2 separate regions of the Mus musculus genome follow, and region 2 is linked to region 1. A link is a contact called in public HiChIP or PLAC-seq data. All regions are on one chromosome and are shown on one strand. Each heading gives the region's core, a stretch centred on a gene start, on an enhancer-like site or on the middle of the called end of the contact. The rest is flanking DNA. Distances are from core to core; before and after follow the strand shown.

Evidence for each region. HiChIP or PLAC-seq counts read pairs in DNA pulled down with a chosen protein or histone mark.
Region 2: a contact with region 1 is called in an H3K4me3 HiChIP or PLAC-seq map of bone marrow-derived macrophages, with 5 times the contacts expected there. The contact joins two enhancer-like sites. A contact is called at or near these places in 1 of 15 datasets of contacts at CTCF or cohesin (the NIH/3T3 cell line), 5 of 484 Hi-C or Micro-C datasets (bone marrow-derived macrophages, brown adipocytes, macrophages and 2 more), 2 of 115 datasets of contacts at active chromatin or transcription factors (both in bone marrow-derived macrophages) and 1 of 9 other capture datasets (adipose tissue).

Annotation. Positions count from the first base shown.
Region 1 is chr10:5,189,298-5,194,718 of GRCm38.p6, forward strand. It overlaps Syne1 (spectrin repeat containing, nuclear envelope 1), which reads right to left. Exons shown (of 146, transcript NM_001347711.1): 91 at 5,176-5,370; 92 at 3,735-3,875. Among named protein-coding and RNA genes, the nearest start is that of Gm51757, 130 kb to the right of the region's middle. Within about 2 kb of position 2,419, at least 25 of the 459 cell types and tissues checked have an H3K27ac peak or open chromatin away from gene starts, as enhancers often do. A contact at or near this core is called in adipose tissue, bone marrow-derived macrophages and macrophages, where this site is marked.
Region 2 is chr10:5,286,497-5,291,873 of GRCm38.p6, forward strand. Syne1 (spectrin repeat containing, nuclear envelope 1) reads right to left here. Exons shown (of 146, transcript NM_001347711.1): 55 at 2,720-3,076. Among named protein-coding and RNA genes, the nearest start is that of Gm51757, 38 kb to the right of the region's middle. Within about 2 kb of position 2,040, at least 166 of the 459 cell types and tissues checked have an H3K27ac peak or open chromatin away from gene starts, as enhancers often do. A contact at or near this core is called in adipose tissue, bone marrow-derived macrophages and macrophages, where this site is marked.

The DNA.
Region 1 (5,421 bases), core at 1,169-3,668:
CTCTGAAACTGTAAGCCAGCCCCAATTAAATGTTTTCCTTTGTAAGAGTTGCCTTGGTCATGGTGCCTCTTCATAGCAATGAAACCCTAAGACATCCTCCATGGTGTGGCTCCTACATCCCCTTCTCGATCTAAGTGTTTCCAATTATACTGAGACTCTTTGCAATTGCTGCCTCTGTGGCTTACATGTTCTCTCTGCTTCCAGGTTCCCACATGGGGTCCCTTTTACCTGAGAAAGTCCCCTCCCCCTGCCCCTATCCTAACACCCTCCACAGACCTCACAAGGCTTCCTTCCCTTACAGCGAATGGGGTCAGGTCTGACACAGACCTTAAACCACCTGGCTTGGCTGCTGCCTCTGGGGTCTCCCATCACATGAGGCTCCCCTTTTCAGGCCACTTGCCACCCTCTTAGCTCCATCATCTGCCTTTGCACACAAAATTCTGAGCCCCTTAATGACAGCCATAATGCCTGAGGCTTTGCTTTCTGAGCATATTGTGTGTGTTCAGCAAAATAGCAGGCAGGGGGCTTTGTGGAATGAATATTGTACCTAGATTCACTTTATAGACACTAGAAGTGACACTAGTTGCCCATGTTCTCATACTCTCCACACTTTCAGGGACCCGTAGTTAACTGAGATCTTGAAATCTTAAATGGAAAACTCCATAATGCTTACCCGTTAAAAATATAAGTTTTACGTGGGTACACTAACGTAAGTGTTCTCTCTTACTACTGTTGTTGGATATCTCTTACTTCCCCTAATTTAAAAAATAATTTCTTGGTAGGAATGTAATGTGTAAGAGAGAACAGTGGGCGTGGCTCCATTCATGGAATGAGAATCAGCAGGAGTCTTGGAATAGTGGGTATGGTGGAACTATAAGCCTATTGCTGTCACCAGCTTGAAAAAACAAAGTCCAGCTTTAAGTAACATAAAATTTCTCAAGTACATACCCAATTATGAATTAGACCCCCAAGAGCTAGAGTGCAATTTGTTACCAAAAAAAAAATTTTTTTTTTGGTTCTATGTGTGGTTTTTTTTTTGGTTCTACCTGACAACTGGCCTCTTGTAGAGTTGAAAGCCCATCATCTTCTGTATATGAGGAACTTGGGGCTGTTATGCGAGAGCTACCAGAACTCAAGGAGTAAATCACAGTCACTAAGAAACCCATAAACAATGGCTGCCATCGATGCTTGGTACAGCGAGGAATCACGGTTAAAAATGTGTGGCTCGGTGCTCATATGTCTAAGCTTAAGATGCCCAAGGAAATAAATCTGGACAGATTTGGCTCCAATTTGATCCACATTTTTCCCAGTCTTAAAAGTTAGTGATAATTAAACATCCCATTTAGCACTTGTAATTGTGTGTTACTATTCATTTTTGTTTCCTCAGGAGCTGCTGAGGAACCACCCAGAGAGAGGCAGCTTGGACACTGAAGAGCTGTGGTCTCACGAAGCTTCTGACCTGGAGGCCAACAACATGACACAATATCTGTCTCAACTCTTCTGTGGAAGCCAGATGACAGCTTGTGTCTAGGGGGATGAAGGAGCCTGTGGCAAACTGAGGATGCCTCCTCCCTCACAGTCAGAGGAGGGAACACCCTGGCTGTGAGGGGGAAATCTGTTTGTTATGTAACAGAGATCTACTTACAGAAAGAGCGAGCACAGAGCCCCTTCACGGATGTGATGTTTTTAAGTAACTATATCTGGCTCTTCCTTGGATGGCTGTGTACATTCTGTGCTATACAGCGTTGGCGGTCTGGAAACTGGAGCTAAAGGGCATCTGCTAGAAGCTCCTGGAGTTTTAAAACTAGTTCTGAAATCTAGTGCATTGCTACCCAAGCTGTCAGTCTCTCACTGATTTACACTGTACTCTGGGAACATTCAGCCAACTGATGTGGCCTATAGATTTGTTTGATTAAACAAACAATGCGAAGACTCCATTGGCTATTTAGTATCCTCCAAGTCAAGCCGCCTGCCTTAGCCTAGGTGAGGTCACATCTACTAACTAAGAGGGGTCTGGACCCTGCCTGGATGTTTGCCTAACAATGGATTTTAACTGACATCTTGTGATGGAGGAGACTTGTAAAAACTAAGCCACAGGAAGCCTAATCTAGCTCATTGTAAGATGTGATTATCACTCATATCAACTAATAACAAGAAAATCGTGAATGTGTTTTTGTGATGACGTACTGGACAACCTCACATGTACATTGAAAGTGTTGACCAAGATGGAGCACAAAAATAGAAACTATTAGAAAAGGCATAGACTTCCACAGCACACAGTGTCAAGATCAGTATTAACTGTTCTACTTGAAAAGTTTAAGAATATTATGTAATCATTTTGATATACCACCAGCTGACTGTAATCCATCTCCTCTAGTTCTAGGGACATCCATGACCACAGGAAAGAAACCGTATCATCCAAGGATGAGTAATTCATATTTTTAATTCAGAACTTGGGCATCAGAGCTCTCCCAGGGAGCTCTGAACTTCTCCTTTTCTTGTTAATTTCCTCTTATTACTCTTGTTATTATTTAATTGTTGTTGACTTTTCTGTTCTGTGTGTAAGACAGAAAGTCTTGTGTCTGGCTTGCTCAGAGGTCTTTTGGTTTGATTTGATTTGTTAGTTTTGAGCCTGGGCTTTTTCACTCTGTAACTCAAGGTAGAGGGAAACTCACTACCTAGCTCTTAAGCTGGTCTTGAACTCATGGTAAACGTACCTCCACAGCCTCCTAAGTGCTAGGATTGCAGGTGTGAGCCACCACAGCCAGCTAAGAATGTATCTCCTGAATGGATGACTTAAGAATTTCCCCAGAACTGTACCAGTCTCTACCAACAGACTGTCATACCATCTAAATGTCTTGGCAACTTTATGACCTTTTGAATTTGGAGGCCTGTTCTCTTTATCACAGAAGTTCCATTTGAACCCTTTGGCTTTAAAATTAAAGTGACATAATAAAAGAAACATTTTTAAGTGATGGATTTATAGCACTGTCTAGGAGACACTTGCTCTAATTAGTGCCTCCTCTCAATATTATCTCAGCTCACGAGCAGTTACATAACTTCTTAGAAACATCATTAAAATCTGTCAAAATTTGTTTTGGCTAAAAATACATCACCGCTTATCACACACACATTAAAAGTTTTGGTTATTTTGAAAGTATTTTGCTTATATCATATACGTCTCACTAAGTGTTCTGGCACACCACTTAGAATATGTTATATTTAGTGTAAGATATGTTAAAATGTGGCCCATAACAAGGCACAGCTTCACTTTACAGAAACTAAAAGTCTCATAGGAATCAAGGTTTGCTATTTAAAGTAGGACCTGGTTAGTGTTACTGCAGTCCTCCATGCATGTTAACTGAGCCATAGAATCATACTTCTGTGTTCTCCTTTGGGATACAGTACCCCATGCCGAGGATTGCTTTAGGAAGCCATAAGGCCCTAAAGGGACCTTCTTTGGGCTTTAATTTGCATGGTGGATGAGTTTGTTTATACTGGGCTATAATTTTCATGAGCTAATTTTTGCTCACTTCACCAACCAGTAGCTCAGTTGGGGTGGCGACATATGTCACCTTCCATGACAACCATAATTTATGTGACACTTAATGGCATGGCCTCTGGTCCCAAATTCGATGAAACTGGGGACTCATAGCCACAGACCAATGGGGATGGCAAACGGAGAACTGCATCCATTGAGAGCTCACAGTGTGGGAAGGACAAGTGGGAGGTACCTGGTTAACAGCCGCCTCCGTGTTAGCCACAGGTGATGGGGAGCGACAGGCAGGTGGAGAGGAAATCTCACTGTTGGTTCCCTCTTCCCCAGACTCTTCAGTGACAGGTGACAGCAGAGTATGACAGCGACCTGCAGTCATCTGCCACACAGAATGTAGCCCAGGGGACATAAAAATCTGTTAGCTATGTTAGCACAAAACCTCACAGACAAAGCTCAGGACTTCATTATCCAGCCAAGGTTGGCATGACTGGCATTAGTTTACATATTAACTCTGGGTTAGTATATAAAAGTATGACCGTCAAGTGGTTGTGTTAAGACTGTTTCTAAAACAGACAGATTCGTGGCTGCACTTCACACCCAAGAATTTTGATGTTGGTCAAAAGTGTCTCTTTTCATCGAGTGTATTTGTGGCTTTATAAAATAAGTAGGGAAAATGTGCACCAAACAGGAAATGGGATCTGTGAAATAAAACCTGGCCTCTTGTGTCATCTCAAGTTCCAAATGTCCAGGGAAATTAAATGCAACTAAACAGTGTTGCTCAACCTGTGGGTCGTGACCCCTTTGGGGGTTGAATGACCCTTTCTTTCACAGGGGTCGCATATCAGACAGCCTGCATACAGATATTTACATTACCATTCATAACAGTAGCAGAAGTAGTTATGAAGTAGCAATAAAATAAGTTTATGGTTGGAGGTCACCACAACACGAGGAACTGTATTCAAGGGTCACAATGTTAGGAAGGTTGAGAACTGCTGATCTAAAGTCACATATGGCCACATGGTTTGCGAATATGTTACTTATTACTTGAGGCATAGCATAAGTGAGAAAAATATACATCACCAGAAGATACTATAGTTACCAAAACACTCAGTTGCAAAATGTAGAGGGAAATAATGGTATAAAAGGGAGATTAAATTGTCTCTTGGTCCCAAACTAAACTTTGACTAGTTAATTTCTTCATTTCTGCCATAATAGTTTTTCTCATATATATATATATATATGCATATGTATATATGCATATATATCACATATATGGGAATATATATCACACATATATTTGAATATATATGTATATGTGTGTATATGTATATATGGGAAAACAGTTAAATCTATGTGTCATGACTCTGGTGTAAAGGAATTATTTTCAAAATAAAACACAAAATAGGTCAGTGTTATTGCAAAATTGGTCATGAATGAAGGGCAGCCTTTGGACTCCAAATCTAACATTAGCAGTCACAAATGCCACTGTTTATAGGGGTAAAGATTAGCTCTGGTTCCTGGGCAGTCAGTCACTACAAACGAAGGAGCCAGCTCCTAAATTAGGATCTACAACCTCTAAAGCTAGTCTCTAAAGAAGCATGGCTGTGGCTCCTGGCCACCAGCAGCCGTGCTTCAGTCCAAAGAGCAAAGCTAGCTGTACGGCCAGGCTTGATCCTTACCATGACCACAGAGGGGTGGGCTGAAGGCGTAGGGTGGAGCTCGCGGTCCAGATCCTCGGTCCCTTCAGCCAGTCCCTCGACCTCGGTCACAGTCAGCAGCATAGTTGCGTGCTTGGCTTTCATCGTCAGCATCTTGCATTTGGAATTCAAAGAGTCGATCTGCTCCTGGTAGCCCTTGATTTTCTGCGCCAGCTCCTGAGGAAACATTTTCCCACCGTGTGTCAGAGCAGCATCAGAAGGAAACAG
Region 2 (5,377 bases), core at 790-3,289, 97 kb after region 1:
CAGAAATAAGTGCTTGCAGACAGGAACCTGACACAGCTGTCCCCTAAGAGGCTCTGCCAGAGCCTGACAAATACAGATGTGGATGCTCACAGCCAACCATTGGACTGAGTGTGGGGACCCCAGTGGAGGAGTTAAGGGAAGAACTGAAGGAGATAAAGGAGTTTGCAACCCCATAGGAAGAACAACAATACCAACCACCATATACTCCAGAGCTCCCAAGGACTAAATGACTAACCAAAGAGTACATACACATGGAGGAGCTCATTGCTCCTGCCGAATATATAGCAGAGGATGACCTTATCTGGCATCAATGGGAGGAGAAGCCCTTGGTCCTGTGAAGGTTCAATGCCCCAACATGGGGAATGCTAGGGCAGTGAGGTGGGAGTAGGTGGGTGGGTAGGGGAGCACCCTCATAGAAGCAGGGTAGAGGGGGGTTGGGATAGGGGGTTTGTGTGGAAAGGAAACCAGGAAGGGAGATAACACTAGAAATGTAAATAAATAAAATAGCCAATAAAAAAGAATAAAAATAAATAAATTTTAAAAAAGAAAAACACATGTAATAAAACTGAAACAATTAAAAAAATAAAATGTTTAATCATATTGAACATTTTTAAAGGGAATTATCAAGAACACTAAAGAAATGCCATTATCTACCAAAAGATTTTAAATTAAAGTAGGCCAGTTGTAAGTTAAGGGGCATTAAAACTGAAAAGATTTTTAGCAAAAGTTTTCATTTACAAACAAGTACACAGGACCCTAGAGATGGCCCAGTGGTTAAGAGCGGCTGCTACTTTCCTACAGGGTCCAAGTTGTGCTCCCAACATCCACACTGAGTGGCTGAGAACTCCAGCTGCAAGTGATGTGACACCCCCTTCTGTTTTCCATGGGCACATGTACATTATTTGTACACATATATGCACACACACACATGCACATAAATAAAAAATAAATCTTTAAAAACATATTCATAACCTCATTTAAAATCCAGTATTTTAGTAGAGCGTTTATCCCCACAAATCCTGCATTGGCTCTCATAACTTTTGCTTCCATCAGGCTCCAAAGGAACTCTTCTTTGTCCAGTTTTTTTTTTTTTTTTAAATAGCAGCATTTCTAAGCTAGCAAGCCAATTGCTTTAAAATGAATTTTGTAAATACAATCAACAGATGTCCACAGTGTACCATCCACCTTAATGGATCATCCACCTTAAGGGAATTTCCCCATGACATAAGACCAAGGCTTACAATGGCCTCTAGTGTTTACTGTGATTGACAGCCACTGTGGGACCTTCCTAACAGCAGATTGTTGTTGCCATAGACAACTGCTACAGCTCATCTACTTTAAAAACATTTTGTTACCCACTTATGGAATTTGAAGTGTTGTCTTAAATTCTGGGTAAATTTTTATCATTAGATGACCATTGGCTGTTGAATATTGACAATATTAAATGACAATGACTGTTACGAGGCAATGTTTTATTTTCCTTAGAAACTAGAGCCCTAGGTTCAAACAGGGATGGGTCAACAGGAATTACCCATCATCCTGGACTCAGCACAACTGAAAACCCTGTTTCTGCCTGCATCAGCACGTGTATCCTTAAGTCTTAGCTGATTATCCAATCATAGTCCCAACACAGGAGATGGTCACTGTGATTAACAGTGATTAATGCTAGCTGCAACCAGATCTTTAACATTTCTTTCATTCACATTAAAAGAACACAAAGAAATGAAAACTTAAAAAGAGCCAAAATACTGTGACTTCGCTATTATATACAGAGAATTGGACCCTGTGGAAGGGTTTCCAGCCTGTCCTCCCCCCCACCCCACTTCTGTCCCTGCACACACACACACACACACACACACACACACACACACACACACACACGTTCATTTAAACAAGACAGCGCTTGAAATACTCTGTGACTTCCTAATGTGCTGGAGCTATTTCGAAATGATTATAACATAAATAGAAGCAGAGACATTGACTTCACTAAACTTCCTTTTAAGGACAGCCGTGATTTTGAGCGTTATAAAGCAGCAAATATTGAGAGCATTGCCAAGGCACCCAAGAGGAATCAGAGAAGTAAGAGATTGGTAAGCTTCAGCCCGTCCCCCTCCCTTTTCTGCTTCCTTTTCTCAGGTTCTAAGAGTGGTAATAGTTTTTTTTTTTTTTTTTCCCTAGAAGGTGTCTAGTAAATGTTAATCTGTATTAACAAGCTAATTCAAGTTCAGCTGTCAAAATCATGAAGAGGATAAACAGACACTGAAAACTATTAGTTGTGGCTCAGAAAATTATCAAATGTGCCTTTCCATGCTATAAACTCAATCACTTAATTGTTTGAAAGAGTTAACTGGCAACGAGGGAGCTATGACTCTCTGTCTATTTATGCCCCTGCCCACAGGGCATTTTCCAAGCTGAATGGCTGATACAGTATTGCAAACTCTTACACCATCAGAAAGAAAGTAAAATATCGCCACCGCAGAAAGAATGTTTTCCAACGGGACATAATAGCATCTCCCTCCTACTTATGCTAACTTATACCAAAGTCTGATTTATAGACTAGGAGGGGGGAAAAGACACTTTGCAAACTTACTGAATACTTTTTTTCTGCCTCTGAGGGCTGCATGTACTTAGTTATCAGAACCCGTTTTTAGCAACCACAGGAGTCGAAGAAATATTTAGCTTATTCACCCCAACGGTAAACAGGAAGGCAACCACTTACTCGTCCTTTGTGCCAGCATTCCAGGATCTCCTCGTCAGAGTTCTTGCCTTCCAGGAGGGTGAGCTGCTGGGCCCAGGTTTTCAGAAGGGTGCAGAACTGTTCCAGGGCCTGCTCGAGTTGGGTCACCTGGCCAAAGAACTCCTGCTCGGAGAGAGCCATTTCACTGACTAGGCTCTCCAGGCTGCTCTGTGTTTGGAAGAGGCAGTCTTCCCACTGCCTCCAGTCGGCGCGCAGGGCCTGCATCTCCGAGTTCAGAAGCTCACACCCACTGGCAGCTGTGTTCTGTTTCACAGCCGGGGCCAGCGACTCCACTCTGCTTAGGCGGCCTGCACCGATCTCTCTGGAATCTATCAGCTCCTGTAATGGAATATTGCCATGGAAACCAAGGAGGCCCTTAGTCACTTGGGCTACCAGTTTTCAACATGTGTGCAGATCAGGACTCTGTCCTGCTATGAAGTTTGAGCAAATGTACACAGGGAATGGCAGTCGTTGTGTCTATACTCTCCTAAGCTATATTAGTAGGAGTCAGTCTCATGAGTGTCTGACTTATTGCAAAATCATGCAGGGCGTCACAGTGTCCGTGCTGCCTGGACGGGCGCTATTTAGATATGTGGAAGTGTAGTGTTCAGCTCCTATAGACTAAAAAGAGTCCTAGAACCCTTACTCACCCTTATGTGGATGGATAAATGAACTGTGCCCTGTCTGTAATCTCTAATTTCCATCATCTCCCATAGAAGGGTGGCTTAAATCATTTCTTCCCTGCTGGGAGTCAGGCTGACCCACAGTCAGAAGAGAACCAGCCCTCCTCAACCTCAGATATTTCTGTACCTAAGGAGGCATTTTTATGGTCACCGAAATTAATAATTCACAGATGAACTTAATTAAGAGTTTAAAGCAAACTCTAGCCTAGGTTTGTTTATTGCTGGCATTTCTCCCTGGGGAGGGGGGAGGGGAGGGGGAGGGGGAGGGGGGAGATGAAACCCCTTCACCAGAAATGTGGCAATTCAGATACCATGTTTAGTGCTGAGGCTCACATAGAGAAAGGATTTTATGATATAATTAGAATATTCATTGTGAAATAGGCAAGTCAGGGCATGTCCTTGAAAATTAGGTGCTTCTAATGACATTTGTTCTTGTTAAAGTGGTCGTTCTGGTGCAAACATAACGTGTATTGCTAAGGCTTGATTTTGTCAGTGTTAAAGCAAAAATTATGTCTTCAGTCCTGGCTAGGTAGAAAGAAAGAAGATTATTAGGGCAGAAACAAGAGACAGGAGAGGAGGAGGAAGAGGAGGAGGAGGAGGAGGAAACAAGACCAATTACAAGCTAACCACAGAACATCAGGCCATTGAGTTCATACATGTATCATGGAAGTATGAAGCAGAATAGGTATTTTAACTAGTCCATATTTAACTAGTCCATATAACACACTTTGCATTTTACTTGATTAGCCTGAGGTTAATCTGTCTTCTCACAGGTACAAACAATAAAGGCACACTTTGATGTAGATCATTTACAGTGCCCAATTATATGGCAGTCAAAAGCACAATAACGTGAGACATAATTTTACACATGTGTAGGCGTATTCTTACACATGGTAGTTTATGTGTATGTAGTGAGCCTTTCTTGGCAGCAGGATTCTAAAAGTTATGTTTGTTCATCAGTACATAGAGTGGTTTGTGGTTAAAAAGAGAAAAATTATAGCTTAGAAAGTGCTAAATCTAACAAGATTGCTTTAGAACACGATATTCAACCTTACAGACATTTTTCAGATTTTGGACTTCCAAGAGTCTGCTGTCAAAGGTCACTTTCTTCAATTCCCTCAGATCCATTACCTCAGTTTCATTTGGTGGGAGAGCAGGACCACGCTTGCTGACTCTGATTCCATTCACATGGATTATCTTTGTGTCAGGGTGTGTGCTTGCATATGTGATGCACGCAAGTGGACGGGTGTGCACAGCCTCTGCATGTCCATGCGGAGATTAGAACGGGACATAAAGAGTCTTTCTCTGTCGCTCTCTGCTTTGCTTTCTTGAGTTGAGATATCTCAGGAAGCCGGAAGCTCACCGTTTTTGTTAGGCTGACTGGCAACCACCTGTTGCTCACTCAACAGTGTTGGGGTTACAGGCTCACCACTATGCCCAGATATTTACATGAGTGCTGAGAACTATGATTTAAGACCTCATACTTGGAGAGCAAGTGTTCCTCCATAGGGAGCCATCTCCTTAGCCCTAGTCCAGATCGTCAATTAGGGCATTGTAATTCACAGTGCTTCAGATTAGATTTTGCATAGATTTTCTTGTCGTGTATTTAAACTCTTTATGTATACATGCATGTCCACTCATGTCTCCATCCATGTAGACACTGTGTTTCCCCTTTGCATATTCTGAGTGAGGGATTCCACAGGATGGGGTAGGCTGAGCCTCAAAGGGCAGGAGTCATACTTCCCTTACCTCCTCAAAGGGTTTCAGGTTAACTTCTCACAAGCTTGATTTAGCACTGCTGTCTATTCCCTCCGAAATCTTGCAACCTGGTAGGCCCTTCACTCCATGCACCACTCTCGGAGTGGAAATGGCTCTCAGTCTTGCCAAAGAGCCCAAGTGTCAAACCCAGAGGCTACCTTCAACATCAGCAGTCATGGTGACCATGTAACTCTCCTCT